2 separate regions of the Sus scrofa genome follow, and region 1 is linked to region 2. Evidence: chromatin contacts called from public HiChIP or PLAC-seq data. All regions are on one chromosome and are shown on one strand. The core of a region is the stretch at or near the end of the contact, and the rest is flanking DNA. Distances in the headings are between cores, read along the strand shown.

Region 1 (7,213 bases), core at 2,590-5,089, 140 kb before region 2:
GGTTGGTGTCAGGCTGACTCTCTAGTCCAAATTTCAGACCGGCTGCGTGGTCCAACAGCAGGACATTTTGACAGGCTGCCTGGGGTCGGACAGCGGTTGGAGTCTCCACAGGCAGAACTCTGGACGCAGAAACACCTGTCTAGAATCTTGGGCATGCAGTTTTCCAGAATCAGACTTGCGTGAGGTCTGACATCTGGAAACCCCATGGGGGTCGTGAATGGGTTGTGTAAAGTGGTGGTCCCCTGGGGGCTCACTGTGCCCACCCCTGTGAACTATCTCTGGGGAGTTCTCCCCAGAATTCCTTATTTTTTCCATCCGATCCTCTCCCTCCTGTTGTTCACCCCTGAGGGAAGTACAGTAGCTAAAACTAGGTCAAGAAAATTAAGAGGAGGGCTGGCTGATGTCAAGCCCGGTACCCGCCTTGCCGTGGGCTCGGCTGATTGACCTGAAGAAGTGGATTGGATAAGAAGGCTTGAGTGCCCTCGGAGACTTCGGGGGAGAGATACGCTCTGCTGTAAGGCAGTTGCTTTGGTCAGTGGGAGAGGAAGATGGGGATGGGACTGCCAGGTGCTCGAGTTCAGCCCGTGTTTGTGCAGAGGAGCTGGAGGAAGCGTCGTGGTTGTTGTTGGTAGAACGGCAGCTCGAGGGCGATGCAGTGTTGGCAGAGCCTCCCTGCTGCTCTGAGTTGGCACTTTGGGGCTCAGAGATGGGGTTCGAGATGGGATTGGGGAACCCGAAGGACGTGTCAAGCAGGTGGGGCTGGTTACAGGCTGCCTCTGCCTCTGGTGGAAATCGCCTGGCCTGATACAGGGAGATCCTTCTGAGGTCACCTTTATGGGTCATGTTCAGCCTGGTCGGGAGCCCAGTGGCCAACACTTCATGGGCTCTCTGGGGACTTGTGATTCTCTAGAGGCAGAACTCTGGACCCAGATTCTAACTAACTTGAATCTTGGGCATCCAGTTTTTCAGAATCGGGCTTCTGTTTTTTTTTTTTTTTTTTTTTTTTTTTTTTTTGTCTTTTTGTCTTTTTTTGTCTGTTGTTGTTGTTGCTGTTGTTGCTATTTCTTGGGCCGCTCCCGCGGCATATGGAGGTTCCCAGGCTAGGGGTCGAATCGGAGCTGTAGCCACCGGCCTACGCCAGAGCCACAGCAATGCAGGATCCGAGCCGTGTCTGCAACCTACACCACAGCTCACGGCAACGCCGGATCATCAACCCACTGAGCAAGGGCAGGGACCGAACCCACAACCTCATGGTTCCTAGTCGGATTCGTTAACCACTGCGCCACGACGGGAACTCTGGGCTTCTGTTTGGTTTGGCGTCTGGACCTCTGGGCCGATGGTCGTGAACAGACTGGGTGAACATGGTGTCTTTCGGCGAGCTCGCTGTGCCCATCCCTGTGAACAGTCTCTGGAGAGTTCTTCCCAACCCTCCTTATTCTTGTTCCGTCTGAACCTGTCCATCCTGTGGTTCAGTCCCAAGGGAAGTGCCATTGCTAAGCCAAGTCGTGAAAATTAAAAGGGGGCTGAGTAATTTAAAGCCGACTATCGACATGAAGTGGGTTGACTTACAGGAGTGGTACTGGATAGGAAGGGTTGAGTGCCCTGGGGGACTTTGGGAGACAAACACACCCTCTGTGAGGCAGTTGCAGGTGCTCAGGGCGAGAGGAAGAAGGATTCAGGCTCCCAGATTCTCAAGTCTAGTTCAGCCCCAGTGTATGTTAAGAGAGTCGGGAGGAAGAGTTCTTGGTTGTCGTGAGAGGGAACAGCAGCTAGAAAGTGCTGGATCTCAGGTTGAGCCCAACTGCTGCACCCGTTGGCACGTCCCTGCTCAGAGGAGGGGTTCATAACTGGAATGACAGAACCACAAGGACGTGCCCGGCGAGGAGGGGTTGTGTCCAGGCCCCTCTGACTTTCAGGTTCAGTTGGCCTCACCTGATGGTGGGGACATAGTTCTGCCTTCAGGTCTGTGTGCCTACGTGGCCCACTGGCCGGACAGTTTGGCAGGCTGAGGTCTGACTGCCAGTTGATTCTCGAGAGGCAAAACTCTGAACGAGGATGTCCCTGGCTTGGGCATCTTGTTTTTCAGAATCAGGCTTGTGTGCGTTGTGGCCTCTGGAAAGCTGGGCTGTGGTGGTGCATGGCGTGTGTAACGGCTGTGGTCCTTTGGTGGCTACCGTGCTCATTCCCGTGAACCATCCATGGTGGGTCCTCACCCCAGATCCTTATTTTTCCATCTCGGCCTCTCCCTTCCGTTCCCCACCCTGAGAGAAGAATCTGAGCTAAATCCAGTTCGTGTATAAAGACGGGCGGGGGCAGGCTGATGAAAGACTTAAGCAGCTGTACTGGGTTTGGCTGAGGGACTTCAAATAGTGGAGTTGTGTATGGAGGACTGAGTTTCCTTCCAACTCCGGGAGGGAAATAACCCTTTGGCAAAGAACCTGGTTCTGCTTTAGTGGGAGAGGAGAAAGGAGATCAGGCTGTCAGGTGCTCAGGTCAAGGTCAGACCCAGTGAACGATCGGGGAGTCAGGAGGAGGGGCTCTGAGCTGTTAGAGGGAAGGCCGCCCAAGGGCACCTGAGCGCCAGCAGAGCCCACCTGCTGCTCTGTGTTTGCGCTCGGCTCTGCGGGCTCAGAGATGGGCCGCAGAGTGGGCTGGCGGAGCCCCAAGGATGTGCCCGGCGAGGCGTGTTGGTCATGGGCTGCCTTTGACTCTCCAGACCCAATCGCCTCACCTGATAGAGGGGACAGTAGTTCTGACCTCACTCCCCCGGGTCACTTTCCCACTGGTCACGTAGCCCAAGGGCCAGACACTTTGATGGGCTGTCTGGGGTCTGATAGCCTTTCTTTCCGTTCTTCAGATGAGCAAATCTGGACCGAGAAGTACCTGACTTGAGATTTCCGCATGCAAGATTCCAGAGTCAGGCTTGTGTGGGGTTTGGCATCCGAAAATCTGGGCGGTGGTCATGAATGAATCGTATAAATTGGTAGTCCTTCGGTGGTCAGGCTGTGCACATCCCTGGGAACTATCTCTGGAGAGATTTTCTTATTAAGGAAGAAGAATTTCCTTATTCTTGTTCCATCTGAGCCTGTGGTACCTGTTGTTTACCTGAGGGAATTACCTTGGGTGAAACAAGCTCAAGAAAATAAAGAGGGGGCCGATTAAAGCCTGTTACCTGACATGAAGTGGCTTTGGCTTATTGAGTTAAAGAAGTGGGGTTGAGGAGTTCCTGTCGTGGCTCAGCAGTGACGAACCCAACTAGGATCCATGAGGACACAGGCTCCATCCCTGGCCTCGCTCAGTGGGTTAAGGATCCAGCGTTGCCGTGAGCTGTGGTGTAGGTTGCAGACGCAAATTGGATCCTGCGTTGCTGTAACTGTGGGCATAGGCCCACAGCTGCTGCTCTGATTCGACCCCTAGCCTAGGAACTTCCATATGCTCAGGGTGAGGCCCTAAAAAGAAAAAAAAAAAGTTGAAGGATTGAAGAGCGCTCCCTCCAAATCTTTTATTTCTTTCATCTGTGCCTATATCGTCTGTCCTTCACCCCTGAGGAATGAACTTAAGCTAGATCAAGTTCACGTACATAAATGAAGAGCTGATTAAAGACTTTTCATGACTCGTAATGGGTTCAGCTGATAGACTTACAATATTGGTATTGAATATGTAGGACTGAGTTTACTGGGAGACTTTGAGAAATAAATACCACCTTTCGGTAAAGCAGTTGCATGTGCTCGGAGGGAGAGGAAAAAGGAATCAGGTTCCCTTGAGTCAGACTCAACCACAGTGTAGGATCAGGTCCTAGGAAGGAAGGCTTCTGAGTGGTTGTTAGAGGGAAGGGCCGCTAGAGGGCGCCAGAGCGTAGGTTGAGCCCAAACGGGGCTCCGTGTTGGCCTTTCCAAGCTCGGAGATGTGGTTGGAGATGGGAATGCGAGATCCCCAAGGTAGTGCGCCCTGAGGTCTGATTGGTTGCAGGCTGCCTCTGACTCTCAGGTTCAAATGTCCGCGCCTGATGGAGGGAACACGGTTCTGCATTCCCATCTGTGGGTCACTTCCAGACTGGGAGAATAGCCCAGTAGCTGGACACATTGATAGGCTGCCTGGGGTCTGATAGCCTTTTGATTTTCCAGAAGCATGACTCTGAACCCGTGAATACCTGGCTTGAATTCAGTCTTCCATAATCATGCTTGTGGGGGTTTGGCCTCTGGAACTCGGGACTACAGATTTGAATAGAGAATGTGTGAAAGTGGAAGTTCTTTGATGGCACACGGCTTCCTTCCCTGTGAACTCTCTCTGGAGCCTTTCCCGCCAAGTTCCTTATTTGTGTTCATCTGAGCCTCTCTTTTCTGTTCTTCACGCCTAAGGGAAGTAATTTAGCTAAAACAAGGTCAAGAAAGTGACGAGGGGGCCCGAGTAATTTAAAGCCACTTAGCTGACTTGAAGAGGGTTTGGCTGATTGACTTAAAGTAGTGGTGTTAGATAAGAAGGACTGAGTGCCCTGGGAGTCTTTGAGAGAGAACTACACCCCTCAATAAGGCACACACTTGTGCTCAGAGGGAGAGGAAAAAGGAAATCAGGCTGCCAGGTGCTCAAGTCAAATTCAGCCACAGTATTTGCTCAGGGGAATAGGAAGGGTTCTGAGTTGCAATTAGAATGGCCACTAGAGGGCACCCGAGCACAGGTTGAGCCCAGCAGCTGCTCTGTGGGTCAGTCCAAGCTCAGAGATGGGGTTCAAGAGGGAAATGGTGGAACCCCAAGGATCCCAGCAAGAAGGGGCTGGTTATAGGCCAACACTAACTGTAGGTTCAAATGGCCTCACCTGGAATTCCCATCATGGCTCAGCGGAAATGAATCCAACTAGGAACCATGAGGTTGCAGGTTCCATCCCTGGCCTCACTCAGTGAGTTAAGGATCCTCCGTTGCTGTGGCTCTGGCACAGGCCGGCAGCTGTAGCTCCAATTAGACCCCTAGCCTGGGAACCTCCATATGCCGCAGGTGCAGCCCTGAAAAGCAAAAATAATAATAATAATAATAATAATGGCCTTACCTGATGGAGGGGACATAGTTTTGCCTTCACATCTGGGGGTTACTTCCACTGGTTGGGCAGACCAGTGGCCAGTTTGATAGGCTGTCTGAGGTCTGCCTGCCATTTGATACTTCAAAGGCAGAAGTCTGCATCTGGATATACCCATCCTGAGTATGTGGCAGGCACTTTTCCAGAATCTGGCTTGTGTGGATTTAGTCATCTGGAAAGCTGGGCTGGTGCTGTGCAAAAGCTAAGGCCCTTTGGTGCACAAGCAGGCCCCATCCCTCAGAACTATCTCTGGAGAGTTCTCCCCTTAAATACTGATCCCCCTCCCACCTGAGCATCTCCTATCTGTCCTTCACCCCTGAGGGAAGAACCTCAGCTAAACCCAGTTCATGTAAAGTAAGGGGGTGCTTATTAATTTAGAAAGGTTTTCTGCCATATAGCACTGGGAACTCTGATGGAACATGTAATGTGAGAAAAAAGAATGTATACATGTAAATAATAATAATTACAAAAAAGGTTTTCTTCTAGTGGGTGCAGCTGATTGACTTAAAGTGGTGATGTTGGATATGGAGGATTAAGTTTTGGGGAGCCTTTGGAAGAGACATAGCCCCATTTGTAAGTGATTGTGTTTAGTGGAAGAGGGTAAGTCAAATCCGGCTGTCAGGTGCTCAGATCATGTTGAGCCCCAGTCAGTGAGTCAGATGGAAGGGCTCTGAGTTGTGCTTAGAGGAAACAGCCTCTAGAGGGCGACACAGTGCTGGCAGAGCCCATTGGCCGGTCTGCGTTGGCGCTTGCCGACTTGGAGGTGGGGTTAGAATGGTGGAACCCCAAAGACGTGCCCAGTGAGGAGGGGTCAGGTACAGGCTGCCTCTGACCCTTCGGTCCAATGTGTCTTGCTTGATGGAGGGGACACATTTCTGCTGTCACCTCTACGGGTCCCTTTCAGACTTGTTAGCCCAGAGTCTAAACACTCTGACAGACCTTCTGGAGTCTGACAGCCTTTGGACGCTCCAGAGGCTGAACTCCGGACCCAGGAACCCCTGGCTTGATTTCGGGGCAGGCCGTTTTCCAGAATCAGGCTTGCGTGGGATTTGGCATCTGGAAATCTGGGCTGGTGGCCGTGAATGGATTGTGAAAATGGCCATCCTTTGGTGGTCAGGCTGTGCCCATCCTGTGAGCTGCTCTGGAGAATTGTCAGCGAAGTTTCTCATTTTGTTCCATCTGAGCCTCTCCCTCTTGTTCACCCATGAGGAGAGTTCCCTTCTTCAATCTTTTGGAAAAGTTTAAGCAGGATGGATATAATTTCTTCTTTGTATGTTTGGTTGAATTAGCCTGTGAAGCTGTCTGGTCCTGGGCTTTTGTCTGTAGGGAGTTTTTTTTTTAAATTACATGATCAGTTTCATTACCAGTGATCACCAGTGATCGATCTATTCAAATTAACCATTTCTTTCTTTTTCTCTCTCTCTTTTTTTTTTTTCTTTTGATCGGTCTATTCAGATTAACTGTTTCTTCTTTTTGCAGCTGCATATGTAGCATACGGAAGTTCCTGGGCCAGGGATTGAATTAGCACTGCAGTTGGGGCTTCTGCCACAGCCACAGCAACACTGGATCCCAGCCGTGTCTTTGACCTACACCACAGCTCACGGCAACACCAGATCCTTAACCCACTGAGCGAGGCCAGGGATCGAACACGCAACCTCATGGTTCCTAGTCGGATTCATTTCTGCTGCACTGTGACAGGAACCCCTCTCCTCTCTGATCTTTATGATTTCCTTCCTTCTGCTGTGAACTCTCACCGAGGTTTTATTCCTCTTTTTCTAATTATTTTAGGTGGTAGGTTAGGTTGTTTATTTGAGGAAGGCATATCGCTATGAACTTCATTCTAAGAACTGCTTTTGTGCCATCCAGTAGATTTTGTATGGTGGTGTGTTTTCATTTTTGTTTGTCTCAAGGTATTTTTTAATTTCTTCGTTGACCTATTGGCTTTTTTTTTTTTTTTTTTTTTTTTGCTTTTTAGGGCCACACCTGTGGTATATGGAGGTTCCCAGGCTAGGGGTCCATTTGGAGCTACAGCTGCTGGCCTATGCCACAGCCACAGCAACGAGAGATCCGAGACGCGTCTGCCACCTACACCACAGCCACAGCAACACCAGATCCTTAACCCACTGAGCAAGGCCAGGGACCGAA
Region 2 (6,798 bases), core at 793-3,292:
AAAACAGAAATGTCTGTCCTCCTGGACCACACAGTCAACAGCACTAGCAGGGGGACCGGAGAAATACTCTTATTTTCTGACCATAATCTCGGAATTTGAAGCAAATTAAATAGCATATGAGATCATCACATGGCATCTACCAATTAGATGACGCCTGTGGAGGCCTTCATCCCTGATCTGAGCAAGAATCAGATGAAAATGGGTTTTCATCCTTGGGCAAGTTACTTAACCTCTCTTGGCCTCAGTTCCATCTGTAAAATGGAAACAAAAAATACTTATCTCATAAGGCTGTTATGAAACTTAAAAGACATAATAAGGACCAAAGACAATAAGACACAAATAAAAGTAAAGTATCCTAGGACAGTGGCAGGGGTCTGATTGCTCGAATCAAAAGAGACTGCATCCTGGAACCTGCAGTTTCTAGGGAAGTGCACGTTCATACACAAGCGATGCCTCCTTTTCGCTACTGAAAATAACCCATGGCAGAACTCTCACCACAAAGGTACAAGTATCTGGCCTTTCCTGATTATGTTTCTTGAAAATCTCTTCCTAGGCAAGCTTTTATCAAAGAACTCTAGCTGTTATGTTGACTAGGTGTGTCTCAGAGAGTCCCGAGTTATAACACTGATTTGTTTTGTGTTTTAAACAGGGCACTTGCTATGTCAAGCTCAGCACCGAAGAGTGGCAGGCTGCTGGCGGGGGTGGGGCAAGAAAGGCAAAGAAGTCGAAAGCAACAGTCCTACTACAAACTTTGAATTGCCAGGATAATAACCGGAAACCTACGCTGCCATGGAGACAGCCCCCGCCAACCAACCTCCATTTGCAAAACTTTTAACCCCCAACCACCTTTTTCTTGAAGAGCTCTACTAGAGATTATTAGTGTTATTATAAATGCCATCATGTATCGTTTCTGCTCGGTGCCAGGCTCTGTGCTAAGCATGCATTTTTCAAGATTCTGTGCAAACTGCACATGTGAGCTCATTCTCGCAACCCACTCTCCCCTCGAGTCTGAAAAGCTCCCTTCACATCCTCAAAATCGACCGGTCCCCTAAACTCCGGACACTCCACACTTCTCACTGACCCATTCAGGATCAGGAGTCGCATCCTTACAAGCAATGCCACGCCAAGCTCCTCACCAAACACTAAACCAAGCAAGCATTTCTCTGATTCTCCACGGCCCCTGCCAAGTTCGGTACCCCGTTCCACTCGCCAAATCCAACCTGGCCCTAACTTGTTCCAAGAAGGCTCCGGTTCCCTCCAAACTTCCGACTTACGTAAAGCGCGGGATCCCCTCACCGCCCCTCCAAATCCTGCCCGTACTTCGCTGCGAAGTTCAAAATTCATCCAAACAGACCGCACCTGGGCAGCGCCCGGTTGCAACCCCTCGAGACCTCTCCACGCCCGCTCGAGCAGGGCCTGGGACCCGCCACCCGCTAACCAGGCCGGGCCGGGGCGCCGCGGCCTCGCTCCGGACCCCAAGGGGAGGAGGGGAGGCTCCACCTGGCTCCGCGGGCGCGGCGCGCGGCTCCTGCTCCGGCCTGGGCCCCGCGACGGCCGCGCCCCCGTCCCGACGCGGGCGGCAGCGCTCCGGTGGGCCGCGGCGGGCGCGCTCGCCCAGCACCTCGGCGTCGGCCTGCTCGTCGTCGCGGGCCCGACGGCAGGCCCAGCCCGGGCCGCGGGCGCGGCAGCGCGGGCAGCCGGGGCCCGCCGCGTCGGCGGCGCGCTGGGCGCAGCCTCGGCACAGCGAGTGGCCGCAGGGCAGAGCCGCCGCTTCCCCCGAGGTCTCCAGGCACCCGGCGCAGCCCGACTCCTCCGGCCGCGGCGGTAGCGGCGGCTGCAGCAACGGCGGCGGCAGCACCAGCAGCGCGGGGCCGGAGGCCGGGCCTGGGGTTCCTGTCTTGGCTGCCGCCATCTCGTCACAGCGGCCCCGCCGACCCCGCCGACTCAGAGCGGCCGCTGCCGCCGCGGAAGAGGCCCGAGTACTCGGACCTGCCGCCGCCATCTTGTTTCCCGTTTGAAGGCAGAGTCCGTTGCGAGGGAGAAGAGTAGAGGGCGGGGCCGTGCGCGGCGGGCAGCGCCATATACATATTCATGAGGGGCGGGGCTCCAGAGGAGGCCCGCCCGGGACCGGGTTGGCGGGAGGTGAAGTCGCGTTAATATTTATTAGTTATCCTTCCTCTCTCCTGTCTTCAGCCTCGCTTTCCAGTCTTTGGCAATTTCCTCTTATTGAACCAAAATAAGTTGAGAACTGAGGAATTTATGTGTAAACGCTGAACAACATTAAACCTTCTGAAGCAATGACACTTGTTTACCCTGCAATACTCTGATAACGGGCTGACGTGAGTGGGGATTATGTGAATTATCCAGAACCCTGCCTCCGTGCTTCATTTGATGGGCGGTAGCTGTTGGGACCAGCAACTAACTGCCAAAAATAACAGCTTCTTGTCAGTCCTCATCTCTGCATACCCTCTCTCTCCACATCCCTTCCTGAAACTTCCCTCCCTTGGTTTGCGAAACCACACTTTCCTGGTTTTACCCCCACCGTCTCAGCTCTTCGATTCCGCTCTTGAGCCCTCTCCCTTGTTCTCGGCTTCAGTGTGGGTATTACTCGAGGCTCTGGCCTCAGTCCTCTCCTTACTCCTTTCCGTGCAGTGCCCATCCCCACGGCCCCCGCCCCCTCCGTACCCCCGTTTTCTTCCAGCTGAAACTCCTGAATGGGTATCTGCAGCCCAGCCCTGCATAGTCAACTGCCTGAGGGAAACATCATCTTGGATGCCTGCATCCCTCACGTGCTCAAGTCACTGTCTCCCACCCTCCTTTCCAAACAGCTCTTCTTATTTCCCTCATTCTATTCAAGGCACTATTTTCCCACTTCCTCAAGCGCCAAACCTGGTAATCTTTACTTCTGCCTCATCCCCCACATCTGTCGGTTTCCTAGTCCTGCCAGTTCTCCCACCAAAATGACCCTTTTCCCACCCCTCCCCTCCTCTTCATCCCATTCCCACTGCCCAATTCACGTGTCATCATCTTTTACCTAGATTATTGCAGCGGCTTCTATGAATTGTCTCCCAGCCCACAGACTCTTCCTCCAATCCATCCTTCAGAGGTCTCAGAGTCGCTTCCTAAAGGACAGCTCTGACCATGCCATTCCTTCTTGGCTGAGTCACCGAGTGAGGTGCTCAGACTTTGGTGCCAGCCCGCTCTTGGGACACAGAGGGTATGGGAGAAGCAATGGCTTCTCTCTGATAGAGACATGGGTTTGCTACAGCAATTCTCCCACTCTTTGCTTTTTTTTTTTTTTTCCCCTCAATAAAGTACATTTGGAGCAGGAAGGCATTAAAGAAATGGCATTTCCTGTTGGGAATCTTTATGGGAATGCACAAGTTTTGTAAGGAGAGAGAAATTAAAAAAAAAAAAAAAAAACCAGCATCATGTAATGGAAGGCATCAGAGACCCTGGGTTTCCACGAGATTGCCTGGAAACAGTGCCTGAGCTGATAGTAAACCAGTCCAAGGCAGAGTGATTGGTGGGAGTCAGAGAGCAGAGAAAAGACGTGGATTCCCAAAATGAGAACCAGATGGCTACAGCACGGTCAAGAACAGAAGAAGGTCAATGAGTAATTGAAGCAAGAGCTTGTGTGCACAGAGGCCCAGACCATCAGCATCCTGCCAAACACAGAAGCATGGCCTCAGCCAGACTGTCCTTTCTCCAGGGATCCTCTTTCTTTCACGTCCCACTTGAGGTTCTTGAGGACTCTTTGCCCACATTTTGACAGGGGAGGCCTGTGGTCCAGATATCAAGCCAATTACCATCAGACATGGGGTGAGCTGTTCACTCTTGACAAGCTGGGGCTCTTAGTCTGAAGTCTCTTTACGGGTGGAGAACCACCAAAATGTAGCCTTCACACAAAGAGAGGAAATGTCTTTGTGCAGAGGGAGAAAGCAAGAGTTCTGAGTAGCACCAGACCAAAACCCAGGAGATGGAGAATCACCTGTGGCCACCTTCTCCCTCGCACTAACTCGTATGATCTCAAACAGAAAAATTCTCTCTGGACCTCAGTCACCTTATCTGTAAAACAAGGGTATTGGGGAGTTCCCGTCATGGTGCGGTGGTGAACGAAGCTGACTAGGAACCATGAGGTTGCAGGTTCAATCCCTGGCCTTGCTCAGTGGGTTAAGGATCCAGAATTGCCATGAGCTGTGGTGTAGGTCGAAGGCATGGCTCGGATCCCACGTTGCTATGGCTCTGGCGTAGGCCGGCGGCTACAGCTCTGATTTGACCCCTAGCCTGGGAACCTCCATGTGCTGAGGGAGCGGCCCTAGAAAAAGGCAAAAAGACAAAAAAAGAAAAACAAAAAACAAAAACAAGGGTATTGGGATTCAGCAGTTCTCAACCCGGAATGCACCTCAGAGAGAGACACACACACACATATGCACACACGTATACAGACATAGGTCAGAGTCCCTTCTCAGATCTGCTGAGCCCCAAAACTGAGGGTGGGATGCAAGCATGTAAATATTTATAATGCCATAGGAATTCTAATGTATATGTCTAGATAAGACCACTACGATAAATAAATTCAAAAGTCCTTTCTGGCTCTAACATTCTAGAAGTCTGACTCCCCATTTCCAGTCTCTTCTTTCCTTTATGCTGTTGCTGAAGTAATCTCACTAAAGCAGGAGCTCTGGCAGAAGGCAGGGCAAATCTAAAACACTTGGAGAGTTGTTCACACGTGAGAAAGGGAGGGCAATGAGGATGGTTTTAAAGTGTCAAGCCTGGGAGCCTGAGATCATGAGCACGACGGACACCTTACGGAGTTCCCAGCGTGGCTCAGCAGAAGTGAATCTGACTAGCATCCGTGAGGTTGCAGGTTCGACCCCTAGTCCCACTCAGTGGGTTAAGGATCTGGCGTTGCCGGGAGCTGTAGTGTGGGGTTGAAGATGCGGCTTGGATCCTGCATGGCTGTGGCTGTGGTGCAGGCCGGCAGCTGCAGCTCTGATTCAACCCCTCGCCTGGGAACTTCCATATGCCTCGGGTGCAGCCCTAAAAAAACAAAACAAAGCAACAAAAACAAAGAAACGAAAACACTCGACAACTTACAAAAGAGTGTGACTGGCTGGGGAAAGCAGGCTGAAAGATGGGGGCATGGTGGATGTATTATTTCGCTTACCACTGGTGTCCTAAACTTCTTCCTCTTTAGGGGAATGCCTCATTCTACACAGTATTGCTGAGATGAGGGAAGCCAAACCAGGAAGCTAGGCTTCTCCGTGCCCTGGAGCAGCCAGAACATGACATGTGACCTAGGCTCGGCCGCCTGGCCACCCCTCTCTGAACTTTGAATCTTCAGAAGATGACACAAGGACATATTGACACGTTAAGAATTATTCACAGGAACAGAGAGAGGAGGCGTCCAATCACGGTGGGTCCCTTGGGGGCTGGGGTTGAGGGGATGGCCGCCGTGCCAGACTGTTCCTGAGGCATGAACTTAGCTGTCATGCCTGCTGCCTGGCCTTCCTAGGTTACAACCCATTTTCCCCACCTCGCTCTCCAGCCTCCCTGTCAACTCTTTGCATCTTTTGAGTGAACTCCTCTTTTTTTTTCCCCCTTACATTTCTCACAATTTCTGTTGTCTGCAACAAAGTACTCTGACTGAGATACTGATTTGTTGTTGTTTTTGTTTGTTTGTTTTTGTCTTTTTGCCTTTCCTAGGGCCGCTCCAGCGGCATACAGAGGTTCCCAGGCCAGGGGTTGAATCGGAACTGTAGCCACCGGCCTACGCCAGAGCCACAGCAATGAGGGATCTGAGCTGTGTCTGAGACCTACACCACAGCTCACAGCAACGCTGGATCCTTAACCCACTGAGCAAGGCCAGGGATCAAACCCGCAACCTCATGGTTCCTAGTCAGATTCATTAACCACTGAGCCACCACGACAACTCCCTGATTTGTTGCTTCTGAAGTGTCACCTGAAAATGCTTGTCAGGACTGCTTCCTAAGTTATGCAATAATCGGAGAAGCTTAGTCCAACAGCCCAGTGTAAAAGACGCCCCAGTGTTGCTTTTTCTCTAAGTCCCCTCCTGTGCCACAGCCCAGCAAGGGAAGGAGGACGCACACACTCAAATGCTGTCATCGAGGAGGCCACCTGGAATGGGTCACAGTCAGCCACACCTTCCAGCACGTCCTCTCCTGCTGCCTTTGCTCTGCCACTCCCGACCGTTTGCATCGCTGCCCACACTCCCCGCCATCCTTCTCGTAGTGTGTACCTAACTGGCACGCCACGGTCTACACCACTGCTACCCCGTCGGCCCTCCTCACCCACATCATGAGCTCAATTTTGGAGGATAAGGACGAGGTCACCAGTTAGACACAGGGAAGCCATTCTGGGCAGAGGGAAAACAAGAGCAGAAGCACAAATGTATGAAAGTTCAGGAGCTGTGGGGGACTGATAAGGAATTTGATGTGGCTGGAACATTGGGTTGGACGTGAGTTGAGAAAATTGGAGAAGAAGCAATGAGATCCTGCTGTGTAGCACTGGGAATTGTGTCTAGTCACTTATGATGGAGCATCAATGGGAGAAAAAAGAATGTATACATGTATGTGTAATTGGGTCACCATGCTGTGCAGGAGGAAAAAAAATAATTTATTTGGAGGAGAAAAGAAAATTGGAGAAGAAAAGGAACTAGAATTCAGTGAGCAACTTCCACATGCTTGGCACAGGCCAACAATAATATATGTGTCTTATCTAAACCTAAAGAAACCCTCTGAGCTGAGTATATTATCATCTCCGTTTTACAGAGAA

The links. HiChIP or PLAC-seq counts read pairs in DNA pulled down with a chosen protein or histone mark.
Region 1: an H3K27ac HiChIP or PLAC-seq map of alveolar macrophages shows a contact between it and region 2, with 7 times the contacts expected there. The contact joins the enhancer-like site here to the promoter of RNF169 in region 2. A contact is called at or near these places in 1 of 5 promoter capture datasets (fetal skeletal muscle), 5 of 47 Hi-C or Micro-C datasets (blood, embryonic fibroblasts, fetal skeletal muscle and 2 more) and 1 of 2 datasets of contacts at active chromatin or transcription factors (alveolar macrophages).

Annotation. Positions count from the first base shown.
Region 1 is chr9:9,210,952-9,218,164 of Sscrofa11.1, reverse strand. All of the region lies in intron 9 of XRRA1 (X-ray radiation resistance-associated protein 1), which reads left to right. Among named protein-coding and RNA genes, the nearest start is that of SPCS2, 66 kb to the left of the region's middle. Within about 2 kb of position 3,839, at least 5 of the 83 cell types and tissues checked have an H3K27ac peak or open chromatin away from gene starts, as enhancers often do. A contact at or near this core is called in alveolar macrophages, where this site is marked.
Region 2 is chr9:9,065,020-9,071,817 of Sscrofa11.1, reverse strand. It overlaps RNF169 (E3 ubiquitin-protein ligase RNF169), which reads right to left and starts at 2,042. Exons shown (of 8, transcript XM_021062509.1): 1 at 1,501-2,042. The coding sequence starts at 2,002.